Regions from separate parts of the Triticum aestivum genome. Here region 1 is linked to region 2. Evidence: chromatin contacts called from public Hi-C data. All regions are on one chromosome and are shown on one strand. Each heading gives the region's core, a stretch centred on a gene start, on an enhancer-like site or on the middle of the called end of the contact. The rest is flanking DNA. Distances are from core to core; before and after follow the strand shown.

The links. A called contact is a pair of places that touch in the nucleus more often than the background predicts.
Region 1: a contact with region 2 is called in a Hi-C map of leaf, with 6 times the contacts expected there. The contact joins the promoter of LOC123181707 here to the promoter of LOC606371 in region 2. A contact is called at or near these places in 4 of 5 Hi-C or Micro-C datasets (leaf and an unstated tissue) and 1 of 1 datasets of contacts at active chromatin or transcription factors (leaf).

The regions. Positions count from the first base shown.
Region 1 is chr1D:314,050,055-314,057,100 of IWGSC CS RefSeq v2.1, reverse strand. It overlaps LOC123181707, which reads right to left and starts at 5,339. Exons shown (of 3, transcript XM_044594030.1): 1 at 5,072-5,339; 2 at 3,762-3,816; 3 at 1,796-2,296. The coding sequence starts at 5,158. The coding sequence ends at 1,926. It overlaps LOC123181708 (cell division control protein 48 homolog E-like), which reads right to left and starts at 1,001. Exons shown (of 1, transcript XM_044594031.1): 1 at 1-1,001. The coding sequence starts at 302.
Region 2 is chr1D:313,736,140-313,742,827 of IWGSC CS RefSeq v2.1, reverse strand. It overlaps LOC606371 (dehydration-responsive element-binding protein 2B), which reads left to right and starts at 1,269. Exons shown (of 4, transcript XM_044594029.1): 1 at 1,269-1,480; 2 at 2,408-2,460; 3 at 2,569-2,659; 4 at 3,438-4,672. The coding sequence starts at 1,407. The coding sequence ends at 4,398. LOC123169086 (a long non-coding RNA gene) reads right to left here. Exons shown (of 3, transcript XR_006484642.1): 2 at 6,678-6,688; 3 at 5,719-6,568.

The DNA of each region.
Region 1 (7,046 bases), core at 4,090-6,589, 310 kb before region 2:
ACGACGTCGCCCAGCCGGACCCTCAGGTTCTTCCGGACGACCTTGTTCATCCGGACCTTGGTCTTGTCGCAGGTGTCGTCTGGAAGCAGAATGCAGACCGTGTCCTTCCGCTTCTTGCCCTTAAGCAGGACGATGTCGCCGTGGAAGAGCTCGAGGCTGTCCATGGTGTCCGGGTGCAGGGCGACGGTGGAGTTCTCGTCGTTGGTCGCCTCGTCGACCACCAGCCGGTTCGGCGACTTCTTCCTCTCCAGGATCGCCGTGGAGTAGTCCTTTTTCCCGCTCGCGTCGCCCTGGCTCGCCATGGGATGGGACGTGCGTTTGAGTCGATTCGATTCGATTGTTTTCTTTGGGAAAGTGGGTAAACGATCCTTGGATCCTTGGTCTCGCGCTGCGATGTGAGGAGGAAGTTGAGGGGATCGGCTGACCCTTTATAGCATCTTGCCCCGTGTTCCTGGAGTAGGGGGTTTGTGTCGGAGTTGTATAGTCCGAGTTGAAAGGGAGGAGGAATCCGGCGTCCCGGCGGAGTGGATCTTCTCCGGCCATGGGGAGTGAACGAGAGTCCAGTCCAGGTAGGAGACGGTCGATCGAGGAGGACTCGGTGTCAGGCTCAGGACCCTGCTAATCTGAACCTGAAGATAACTGAAGAAATTTGACAGCGAGACACGGATTGAAGAAACGGCGCAGGAAGAGAACAATTCGATGGACGGCTACGATTGAAGCCCACCAGATCAGCGAACGGCTCACGTCGACGCTCAGCTCCTCTGTTTACCGTCCGACAAATTTGACAGTTAACTGAAGCTTGCTCGCTGCGCTTCAGTTAACTGCCGTGGGTCATTTCCTGCCCATAAGTAGCTCGCGCGTCCCGTGGATCAGGCATCATCTTTTTCTTCAAGTATTGTAACTAGCTCTAGAACCCTAGCTACTTGGTAGAATTAGATCGGTCCAAGAGAACTTGTATCCGTGACATAATTCGGGCTATCTGAAACCCAATCACTCCTCTGTTTCCCCTGTTCTCTTGAGTATCTTGTTTGTTTGCGCTCGAGTTGATCTCAGTTCATATCACTCGGGAGAAAGAGAAGCGGGTGCCTCGATCTAGCGTCGGTATAGGTGATGAGTGGGTAGCAGGATGCGGCGAAAAGAGAGGGGAGTGTGCTCTAAGCTTTGCAAATATCCAATATGCAAATCATAATGGTTGTGCGTCGGTGCGCATTTCGGCATTTTCCTGTTTGCAAGCTCCAGCTTTAGGCAGTTCTTAGTGTTTTGCGTTGATAATCTGCTGTAATATGCATTTGTTTGTTTTATTTTCTACTAGAACTAAGGCTCAAGATCCAACTTTGAATGAACAAAGTCATCTACCGCCCAAAATAAAATTACTACGACCAACAACCAACTTTGAATTAACAAAGTCATCTACCGGGCCAAAAAGCAACAAACAAAACGGACAAGGATACAATGTGTTGTGCAAAGCATCAATCAGATAGCAATCAAAGTGTCAAAAACGTTCTTATATTATAGGACGGAAGGAGTAGAGACTAAAGCACGAGCACTGCTTGAGGTCGATGAAGCCCTCCGCAAGAAAACAAGCAAAAATCACACCCATAATCTATTTTTCTCCCCATTTCCTGCCTTGTCACCTGCATCCAAACTTGATGGCGTTTACAGGCCACATCACACCCAAAGATAGAGGAATTCAAGACTAAAAACTGGATACAACATGGCGCCCTGGTCCGGTCACCCTTTCGGGTCTGGTGGAAGAATCAGGATGCCAGCAAAACAAGCACAGATTGTCAAGATATAGAAAAAGTCATGGATGGGAGTTTTCATCAACACAATTGGTTAATAGGCCGATCCGATAGCACAACAGATTTCAATGTAGCATATCTAAGTAATTACATTGCACCTGTCAGCCCAGGTACAGGTATGCTCTAGAACTTGTCTATGATGATGCCATCTCTGACAACCTCATACGCATCGCGGCTGCGGGTCTTCTTCATGCCGGCAGTGAAATGGACCTTTGAGCCCTCGGTCTTGATGGAGGTCACCTTGGTCCATACAAGCACCTTGGTCTTCATGCCCTCGATGTCGGAAAGCTTTCCCTTCTCGAGGTAGCCGGTCACACAGGTGAAGAACCGCACCACCGATGAGTCCTTGTACCCGACGTCACAAGCTGACGGGATGTACACTGTCAGCTTCTTTGTCTCTTCATTGAACTCGTAATTAGTTGTGTCCCGTGGGAAGAGGCCTGCTGGCATATCATATTCTTTGAGAAGATCTGGTAATGCTTTCTGCAGCTTCCCTGCGACCAAGACACGTTGTACTCAGGTCAGCAAACGTTAGTGTTTTTGCAGAAAAAGGTCAGTAAACATAGGAAATTTCAGCCTTTTCAACATGCAAAAGCTTTTGCCTATTTTGCTTGCTTCAGAAGCATTTTTTGTTGCAAGACAATCGGACAGAGAGAAAGGAACAAAACAAGGCGGCTATGCCTCTAAATAGATGGGGAGCCAGAGTAAGACCATGAGCACAATCCTCAAGGTAATCTCTCATGAACGCCTTCCTCGCAATGCAGATGGACCCTTAATAGTATTACTTTACATAGATGTGACTTAATTCATGGTTACCAAAACTGTCATTTTGAGCAATCAAAATATGTCACCTGAAGGACTGAAATTGATGTTTATTTAAAGCAAACAAAATAATACAACAAATGGGTTACCGATAAGGGCATAAACTCATCAGAGAGTTGTAGGATGATTCTGGCATGCCTTTGGTATTCAAGAATACATCATCATGATAGTGCTTTGTTTCTAGTGAACACAATTAAACCCACACTTTTGGTTATAACATAAGGGAACCAGCATTAACTGGGTACTAGGTCACAGGACATGTGAAATATGAGTGGATATTTTCCTGCAAGGCACCACTAGTTCACTAATCAAAACCTTGTACACCTCCAAAAACTAACAAATGCTGCCCCTTCCAGATTTACTCCAATAAAATAAACAATCTGCTATTATTATTTTTCCCAAAAACAGATGGTGCATAACTGGTACGTGATATATTTTCAATTATCTGAATATGTCTTGGTTTTCTCTTACTCCCTCCATTTCAAAATAAGCGTCCTTTTAGCCCCTCCAAGTTTTGTCAAAATAACTGTCCTACACTTCCAAAGTTCCAATGCAATTTTAGCCAATGTCTTCCTACTTGCCCTTAAAAATGTCAAAAAAAAGAGTGTGCTTGCAAGGCCTTGCTTTGTGGAGGAAAAGGAGAACTTAATGGCTTTGTGAGGAAAAAGAGATGGGCCATATAGACATGTCACCAACACTCTAAATTTGTGTGGCCAGCTCTAAAAGACTAAAATATACATCTTTTTATCATTCTGAAACGGAGGGAGCACATGTTAGCGCCTTAAAATTATAGATGGTCATTGCTCAATATTACTAGCGTACAGCTTTCAGAAATATCAGAAACGTAAATAAACCACAACCACATACAAATCACAATTCTAAGAAGTCCCATTTAGTTATGAAGTGTAACGAGCATTGCTATTTTCTATCCATACTAGATATCAATGTGCATCAGCTAATGAGCCTCATCAAAATTTATATACTAAGAAATACATTGTGCCATACTTATAAAGTTACAATAGTTAACTTTTAAATACTGCTGGAGTGTTGTACCAGCAGTATACCATATAGTATATCGTATGGATATTTGCTATAACATAGTTTGCCATTAGGAAATACAGAATAGACATTGCATACCTTTGATCTTGTTCACCATCCATTTAGCTCCCCCGCCAATACTGGAAGAGACCGACTGGATTCAAAATGTAGATAATGTTATGTTAGAAGCTGAACTGCATATAGAGCTTTGGGTTACCTATAAGCAGGATCTGGAAATACAACGTAAATCATCAAAACAGTGGGAGATGCTTCACATAGTACATTCATATTGATACTGAAAAAACATTGAAGTAAGATAAGTTACTGGAAAATAAAAATCTTCCAATGCTACAAACCTAACAGCAGAACATAACAGAGGTAACTAGTATTATCACTAATGTGCAACGCTGCGGACATGTGTATTTGGTAGGAAGCACCACACCAAAATAGCCTGACACACCTTCAGGGGTGATTTTCGTACGGGTAGATAAACTCATTTATAACGATTCATTAGCTTAGATTCCAATATACAAAATTTAATAGCATGGTTTTGCTTGTCTTTCATGGATTATTCCTCGAGTCAAAAGTCTTAACAATCATGTCAGAGTTTCAGGAATCAGAATGTGAGGTTACCTGACCTGGTAGGATGAGCTGGAAACAATAAGTATTTATTGGTTCTTTAGTTATACTTATGCTATAGGAAAGTGGTTAAGAATTTCCTCTGTTGTGTCAATCAGTAGCCATTTGTAACTCTATGAAGGAAACCATGGACATCCTTCATATAATAAATACTACAAGTTTAAATACACATGTAGCAAAGAAACATCGAGCTAAACATCTTTAGTATGGCCCAAGAGATAAAGTGGAGAGAGACATTCAAGGTCTTGCACATACTATCCTGTCTATATTGGTACTGGAAACATTAAATCGCATGAGATAGACCGAATAGGCGAATGCATATTCACGCACTAGTACAGCCTAACATAAATGATAAATCGACTACCCATGCGAGGCTACAGGTAGACCCTGCCTTCAAGGTTCAAGCTAAATCACATCTTTCCGTGTAAACCCAATCTAGTTGAGTCAATTACCAAGGAACTTCAACACTGGTTGGAGAATTATGACACAATAAATACATTACTTAGATCTAGAAGCAATCTCCCAGCTGAAAACCCTCGAAAGATAAAGATGGAATCCTATTTCCGCGGCACAAGGAAACGAATTAATCTAATACAATGCACAAATCGAAATTATCCATCCTCCTGGACATCTCGGATCCCGTGGCAAACCCAGGCGAATAATCCTCGATTTAGTCTAGCTCATCCTCGATTTAGCGGCTAAGCGCCGGCGCAGACGGCGGAGCCCTTCCTAGTGTAAACGCAGTGCAGGCCAGGGATTGGAGTGATTACGTTGAGGTCGTCGCCGATGGAGTCGATCTCCTTGCTGGCCCTCTTGCTGAACCAGTAGCTCCCCACCTTGTTCAGAACCTGGTCCATCTCCCCCTCCTCTCCTCTTCCCGGCCCCGAATCCGAACCCCCAGTCCGCCTCGAATCGGCCGGATTCGGTTTGGATCGCCGGAATCGGAGGAAGCGATGGAGTTGAGAGCGCTGCCGCGACCTACCGGACTTTATCTAAGCTTTACAGTGACGACGAGGCTAGTCGTGCGGCGGTGTCGCGGAGATATCGCGGCTGTGCACGCGGTGTATGGACTTGGGCGTATGCAAGCCGGTCAATGATGCGTTGAGATTCGTGACCGTGGGGGTGGTCTGTGGACCGGGTCTTTCTGGTAACGACTTTGTCTGTTTTTTCCTCTCCAAGTTGACGGCGTCAGGTTAGCATATGATTGTGGGTGGCACGTCACGGGATAGAGGAGGCCACGAAACTGACGTGGTATCCTCTGAGGCTCCAACCTACCACGCCGGATGAAAAAGGTTTTCCCTCGCTTTTTTTATTCCAAAGCAACCATCCCATACATTCAACGATAGGTGCTGGGACGGAAGCAGCACAAGCACGCCCAAAAAAAAGAAAAAGAAAAGGAAAAGAAATAAACGTCGATAATGGCGGATCGACAAAAATGACAAAGCCTCGCGACCGCTGCGTCCACCGAAGATCGCCCACCAAGCTCCGAGACTCCGAAGCGCCGGTACCAATCAACACCTTTAAGAAGGAACGCGACGATGACGACGCTGCTGCCAAGGGTTTCCCCCGGTACGCGGCGAGGAGAGAGGAAGGGTAGCCCCGACGCCCTCCAGGAAGGTCTGGCGGCACCCTCAAGCGCCACCGCGTCGGTGTCGGCCAAACCAACAGGGATTTCTCCCGATCCCATCCTCTACCTCAGGCACTTCGGAGCTCGCCACCAAACCGACCACCACCCAGCGCCAACACGGACACGAAGCTTCCCACGCTGTCTCACCACATCACCGCGAAGATGGCCTGCACAACGAAGAAGAGGAGCCGGGACTAGTGCAGCAGCACCGTCGGCATACGGGAGGGCCCCACCCCCACCGTCCACGACGGTAGCCGACCGGACGCCATAGCAGGAGCCTACCGGGCCCGTGGCCCCACAGGCCCGGCCGGGCCCTCAAAGGCCCGGACAGCTCCCGCCTCCGCGCAGCAGCTGGCATGCCGCCGGCGTCACTGTCCCAGTCCAAGCCGCTCCCCTGCCTCCCCATACAGAGGGCGTCGCGGTCGCGCCAGAGTCGACCCGCAAGGACCCAAACGGGACCTTACGGGCCCAGATCTGGGCCGGGGACATGCCGCCGGCCGACCAGCACCACCGGACCGCCCTGCCGCCAAGAGGCGGCACCACCACGACGAGCGCCGCCGGCCACCGCACCAGGCCGCCGGACCGCCACCGGCCGAGCAGCACCGCCGCGTCCCCCCACCCCGGGAAGGAGGAGCGCGCGCAGGGAAGGAACGACCCGCCGCCGCCGACACCACCCGGCCAGATCCGGGGGCGCCCGCCGACGACGGCGGGGGGAGGGACGAAGGTGGGCGGACGAGGAGGGAGGGAGGCGGCCGGGGCGGAGCGCCCGCGCTCGCGCGGAGCGTTGGCGGAAATGGGGGAACGGGAGTGGGGAAGCGAGCGCGGGGGAGCTGGGCGCCGCGCCGGGCTGGCGGCGGCGGCGGCGGGGAGGGCCTAGGGCCCGCCGGTGGCGGGGGTGGGGGGAACCCTAGCGGGAGCGGGAGCGGGGGATGGCCTCAATCGGATCTATCTATGTTTCATCGCAACTCCAACACAAGGACCAAACAAATGAACCCTTCACCGTGCCATAGACACGCGCCCACGACTATACCTGGCCATGGGCAACCAGGCCAGGTCTTACCCGCGGGCTGGGCCTGGGCTTGGAAAATGAGCCTGAAGGTCAAGTCAGGCCGGGCCTA
Region 2 (6,688 bases), core at 20-2,519:
AGAGCTTCACATACTCAATCATCATATAGTCTTCTATGATTTCTAGTACTCAAAGCATATTTTTAGAACAAATGGCATCCGTCGAACACAGAGAAAAATAGGGGCTTAATGTTTTGTCTCCCAACTCATTTATCATAGGGATAATTGTCAACAATAATAATTCATGATCAAATATATTTGACTGTTCATATGTGCCTAGATCTTTCCCCGCCACATGATGCTTGCCAACTAGAGAATAATTGAGGTTGAAATGAGAATGCATACTATTGGCTCTTGCATAAAAATAAATACTGAAAAGTAAAAGATAGGTCCTTCGCAGAGGGAAGCATAGGTCGTCATGCGTTTTTTATTTTTGAATGCCCAAACTCTTAATGCAAAGGAACGTCACGTTATATTGCCCCTTATGCAATGCTCAATTTTCCCTTACAATAAAAGATCAAACATATTTAGGAGCAATTTTTATTGCTTTATGCATCGATGACAACTTACTTAAAGGATCTTATTCATCCATAGATAATTATGATGGACACTCACAGCAAGAAACTGGGTCTAACGGTTTTTGGATGCACAAGTAGTATCTCTACTTAGTACGGATTTTTGGCTAGCAAAAGATCCTAAGCAAACGCGTTTGTCTCGTGTCCATGTGGACGCAAATCGGGCGTAAATATGGACCGTAAATCCGTTCACATGGACAGCGGGCGAGCCTTAGGTTTGCTCGAAGCATTATGCCAGCGTTTTCATCCGTTTTAATTCAAACAGACACACTAGAATCAAAATGCATCGACACGTTGGAGTTACCCTTACAATGGAGAAGAGAAGACCACGCCGGCCACCACTGATCCATGCAACCAAAGGCGTCTCACGCCGTCTCAAGAATAAAAAATGCCTCACGATCCACCGTGTCATCCCGACTGCCCACGTGTCGTCTCCTATATCGACTCAGCCCCCAGCCACTGGCCACATGTAGACGTACACGTGGAACCCACCCAACAGCAGCACGTCCAATCCACCCCGAAAGAAAAGCACCGGTAGCACTCGAAAGCGTAAAGGAGAAGCCGAGTTTCCTTCGGCACCAAGTCTCGGGAAGTTTCCCCGCACCACGGCACAGCTGACGTCACGCGTCCGCAGCCTCACCCCCACGCACCAGGCCCACGCGGACCGCGTCGCTTACATCCGGGCCCCACGCGCCAACGCCCCGCACGCGAGTGACCTAGATAATTCCGTGAGTCCGGAGCACGGAGCACCCCGATCCGGGCTATAAATAGGCGCCCCGGCGTGAGCCCCTGGGGTTTCCGACTTTTCTTTCTCTCTTCCTCCAACTCTCTATCCAAGTCGACGCAGCGAAGAAAACAGGCGACAAGATTGCGAACGCTAGATATCTGGACCCGATCCGGATCGGGTCGGCCATGACGGTAGATCGGAAGCACGCCGAGGCGGCGGCGGCGGCGCCCTTCGAGATCCCGGCGCTCCAGCCTGGAAGGTGAGATCTTCTGTCCGGTGCCTGCTTCTTGTTAGGGTTTGCTCTGGGGGTTCGAAATCGGTGGGGGGATACGGTCCCGGGAGTGTTTTATTTTCTGGTGGCTGATCGATTTATGTGCCTGGAGTTGGGAATTGTGGGGTTCGGTGGTTCACTTGACCGGTCTTGGTGCCAATTTGGGGATTAGGGTTTCAGGTTAGGGTTGTATTGGCAATTGGGAGTTACGGAGTACTTTCTAGTTCCAATTTGGCGATGAGCCCCCTGATTGGGGCGAATTGGTGTCATCTATGTCCTTTGGATTGGATGCTGCCCCGAGTGATGTGTGAAATCAGAATAAATCAATGAAATTGTTGGTGCTTTAGTAGTAGTAGTAGTAGGTAGAAGAGAATTTTTTAACTTTAGTCAGTACTATCTCCACAGAAACGATTGTACCAGTGTTCTGCTCATAGGACCAGGTTTCTTTCCTGGATTAGGAGCGATGTTTATGGCGCATAGCATCAAAATTTGTTAAATTCATTCAGTACCATCTCCACAGAATGTTTGTACGAGCATGGGACCATGTATATGTCTCCCTAGGATAAAAAAGTTGTTACTTCAGTCAATACCATCAGTTTGTATTGGTGTCCTACCCTTGGGGTCTGTTTGTTTCATTGATTAGGAGCGATGTTTATGTTGCCTAACATTTAAGTTTTTAACTTCAGTCAGTACTAAGTTGGCTGGACCTGTTTAACTTGTTCCGTTGTTTCATCCTGTTGTCAAAATGTTGTCTGTTTGTCAATTTTGTTGTTTATCCACTCCAGTCTCTGATATGTCTTGTTTGTCAGTTTTGTTAGTTTACCCAGTCTCTGATATGTCTTGTTTGTCAGTTTTGTTAGTTCATCCAGTCTCTGATATGTGTTGTCCTGTTTGTCTTTTCTTTTCGGTAACTAGAACTTGTGGAGCAGAGGAAAGTACCCGGAGTCATGTTCTCGTCAAACCAATAGGTATGCTGCTTTGATCACTCCTGTAAACAGAAGCATGAACTATGACTGAGATGGGTACCTCGCGTTTGACTCTGGAAAAGTCAGCAGAAATAACTGTTTGTGTTTCAGCAGGAAGCAGTAATCTTCCCTGTAATGAATATGCACTCTTGGCGCGGCAAAACCCCAAGGGAGATGCGCCGCCAGTGGCATCTATTCTGCGGTGTGTTTAACCGTTCTATGTCTGGCTGCTCTATCTATTATAGAGCATGTGAGCTATGACTAAGAGTTCCAGCCAACCTTTTGGCCGTTTTGCCTTATCATTCTAGTAGTTGGTTTCATAGTGGCTGCTATTGAACCATTGTCTTGCTGCTGGTTGATGGTATCACTCTCTGTGGATGTGATCTCATTTAAACTGACTGTAGGTGTTGAACAGTTCCGTACTAAGAGTTCCAGCCAAAATTTTGGACCGTTTTGCCTTGTCATTTTAATAGTTGGTTTTTGAACCGTTGTCTTGCTGTTGGTTGATGGTACCACTCTATCTGGATGTCATCTCACCTAAACTGACTATTGTTGAACAGTTTTGTAGTGCTAATTTTTTGCCATGTCCTTTCTGATTTATCAGTCTTCGGTCAGGTTCCTTTCTGATTTATCTGGATGTCATTCCTGTTCTTTTTTGTCATATCTTGCTACTTAAAACTCATTTAGGGTTAGGAGCCGATTAGTATGATTTAACATGGTATCGTTTTCTGTGGAGATGGTACTTCCACAAGGAAGTTTGTATGTCCCTGTTGCTGTACATCTGTTCCTGTGGGGATGGTCTGTTTGTGTACATTTAGTAATAGTTTAGTCGTTGAACAAAATGTTTCTGTGGAGCTCGTCTGTTTAGTGCTTCAGTTGTTTTGCGTTCTTTCTTGATTGTACCTTGTGCTTATATTGGGTGAAAAAAAATCTGAAGAGAATACAAGGTACTAACTGCTGCTCTGCTCTTTGTTCTACAGGAAAAAGCGACCTCGGAGATCACGTGATGGGCCTAATTCAGTCTCTGAAACGATCAGGCGATGGAAAGAAGTGAACCAACAACTGGAGCATGATCCACAGGGTGCAAAGAGGGCGAGGAAGCCACCTGCAAAGGGTTCGAAGAAGGGCTGTATGCTGGGGAAAGGAGGACCTGAGAATACACAATGTGGATTCCGTGGTGTAAGGCAACGTACTTGGGGGAAGTGGGTTGCTGAAATTCGGGAGCCAAATCGGGTGAGCAGGCTCTGGCTGGGAACGTTCCCCACTGCTGAGGATGCTGCCCGTGCTTATGACGAGGCAGCCAGAGCAATGTATGGCGCACTGGCTCGTACCAACTTCCCTGTGCATCCTGCACAAGCTCCTGCTGTGGCTGTACCAGCGGCAATCGAAGGTGTTGTACGTGGTGCTTCAGCATCATGCGAGTCTACTACAACGTCCACCAACCACTCAGATGTTGCTTCTTCCTTGCCGAGACAAGCTCAAGCTCCTGAGATTTACTCCCAGCCAGATGCGCTTGAGTCCACAGAATCAGTTGTGCTGGAGTCTGTCGAGCATTACAGCCATCAAGACACTGTTCCTGACGCTGGCTCAAGCATTTCAAGGAGCACATCCGAAGAGGATGTGTTCGAGCCATTGGAGCCTATTTCCAGTTTGCCGGATGGAGAAGCAGACGGTTTTGATATAGAAGAATTATTGAGATTGATGGAAGCCGACCCAATTGAAGTCGAGCTGGTCACTGGGGGCTCCTGGAATGGTGGAGCCAACACTGGCGTGGAGATGGGCCAGCAGGAACCTCTCTACCTGGATGGCTTGGACCAAGGCATGCTGGAGGGCATGCTGCAGTCTGATTATCCTTACCCAATGTGGATATCAGAGGATCGGGCCATGCACAACTCTGCCTTCCATGATGCTGAGATGAGCGAGTTCTTCGAAGGGTTGTGATCCCCTACCGGCGGCCAAACCATGTCTATGGTGTTTGGTCGGCTTGCCCTTCGGTGTCCGCTGCTGCGCTCCAATGAAGATCAAATGGTCGACCGGATTGGATTCCTCTGCAGAACTAATAAGCTCCTAAGCTAGTTTTTTGTGCTTCGTTTGTAGTTCTGTTAGGCATGGGAACTCTTCTCTGTTTCGATGTTTCTTGTGATAAGAAACCTTGATTGTGCATCACGATCTTTGGAAGGTGGAAAAAGAAAATGTGAAAATGCATTTCCCTGTCCATGTTTTCTTAATTTTTATTTTTTCACTGTCTTTTTAAAATACTGTCTGGTTGTATTCTTAATTTTTATTTTTTCACTGTCTTTTTAAAATACTATCTGGTTGTACTTACCGCACTTGTGTTCCTTCCCGTCGCTGGAAGGCTGCCGCCAAACTGTAGTATCCTCTGTTGGGGATTTTGAGGAGCTCCAAATTTTCTATCAATGAGGAAATTATATAAAATCCAACTAAAACACGTCTATACATACTAGTTGATTGTCCGTGCGTTTGCCGAGCAAGACAATTTATAAATAAGGCAATAATCTATTACTTGTTATTCTACGACAAATAGAAATACAAATGGTCATCCAGTTTAAGACCGCATCCAAACAAATGTCAAATCCTCACGTAACTCTTGCAACACCATACTCATGCAATCCACATGTTCCATTGATATTCTTCATCCAGTCCAGAAGCTTTTTGCGATAAAGCCCTTAGAATTTTTTTGCCACCGAGTAATGATACAAAGCATCCAAACATAACAGAAAAAAGCGAACATGTCCTAGGGAACCGACAACATCTAACATCAAACATTTAAGCACCCACGACAACATCTCTCACCACCGATTGAAAGCGTTGACCATGAATCCATAATGAATCAAAGATGGAAACCATGTTGGGTGCCTACCATCAATGATAAAACCATGTGAGGTTCTTCCCATCATTGTTACTCAAACTAAATTAATTCACGCACGACTAAAGTTATTCCTATTTTTGTATGACCTGGCGATGGATGGTGACGACGCTTCCTACATATGCAATCAAGGCTGCCTTTTTCGCATTGACAAAAATCGTATGTGATTTGTCGTACGTGAAGCATCGCTCTTCTTATGCTTACTTACTGCAATCATCTCAAGAATAATAATGTGCAATTATCTCACCTCTTCTTCCATACAAGGGGCCATTATTGTGTATAATCTGACGTGTTACGCACTGCAATTGATGCAGGCTAATAATATACTTTTTCAATCTTATTTTTCCTACAGGAAACAGGTTGAATCTTATCCAAGAGGCAACATAACAAGATGAAAAAGTAGAAAAGAAATTTCAAGGATGTCAAGAAGTCAGCTCGGTTGTAAAGGAGCAAAGGCTAGGTGTCAAATGCCTCCAAAGGGAGGTTAACATTCTAATAACTTCAGAAACCAACTCTTCCATCCACACACAAAAAAAACTTCCAGATCCATCTCTTTGGCCTAAAAAGATCTCCACTTATTTCTTTCCAAACCTGTCGGACTGCATAAGAGGCAAGGGAGATCTCCTTGTTGTACTTATCTTGATCTACCAAGTTCTCGCTTAATATATCTGAATATTGCAACTATATTTTTGGCCCCCGTCTTCTCCAAGTGCTGCTCCTTTGTTCCTAGAAGTCCTACCTCAAGCAATCCAAAAAAAAACCTTACCTGTCTAGTTCATTTTTTAGAAACTTTAACCATCTAGATCATTTTTTAGAAACTTTAACCATCTAAGTTACCTCTGCGTTATTTTCAGAAACTTTAACCGTCTAGTTCATTTTTTAGAAGTCAATTATTACATGTCTTATGACCAAATTATTTTAATTGGACTTTTTTAGCATCTTGTGATGTCCCTGAAACTGAATGCTTTTGCTCTGGAGTACTGTACCCATCACCTAGTTAATTTGAACTACAATAATTCATCAATGATGTTTTAATTTAATGGGCATATTGCAAATTTATCTTAGACACGGATAAGTATACAGTAACTTAAGCAAAGAATTTCCAACAAATAGGCGGGGAACCATGTGAAGATATTATGGAGAAAACTTACCATCCTAGGATGACTTTCTGTAGGTGTTCTTCAAGAACTCGACGAAAGAATGATCATTGTGAGTACGCATCACCTGTCGAAAGAAAGGTCAAAGTTGCCAACGGTTATTACTAAAATATTTTGCAACTTCTCCATACATGTTCTGCTTGTAAATCAATGTCAGATGAAGAGTAGTACATTACATTGTTGATAT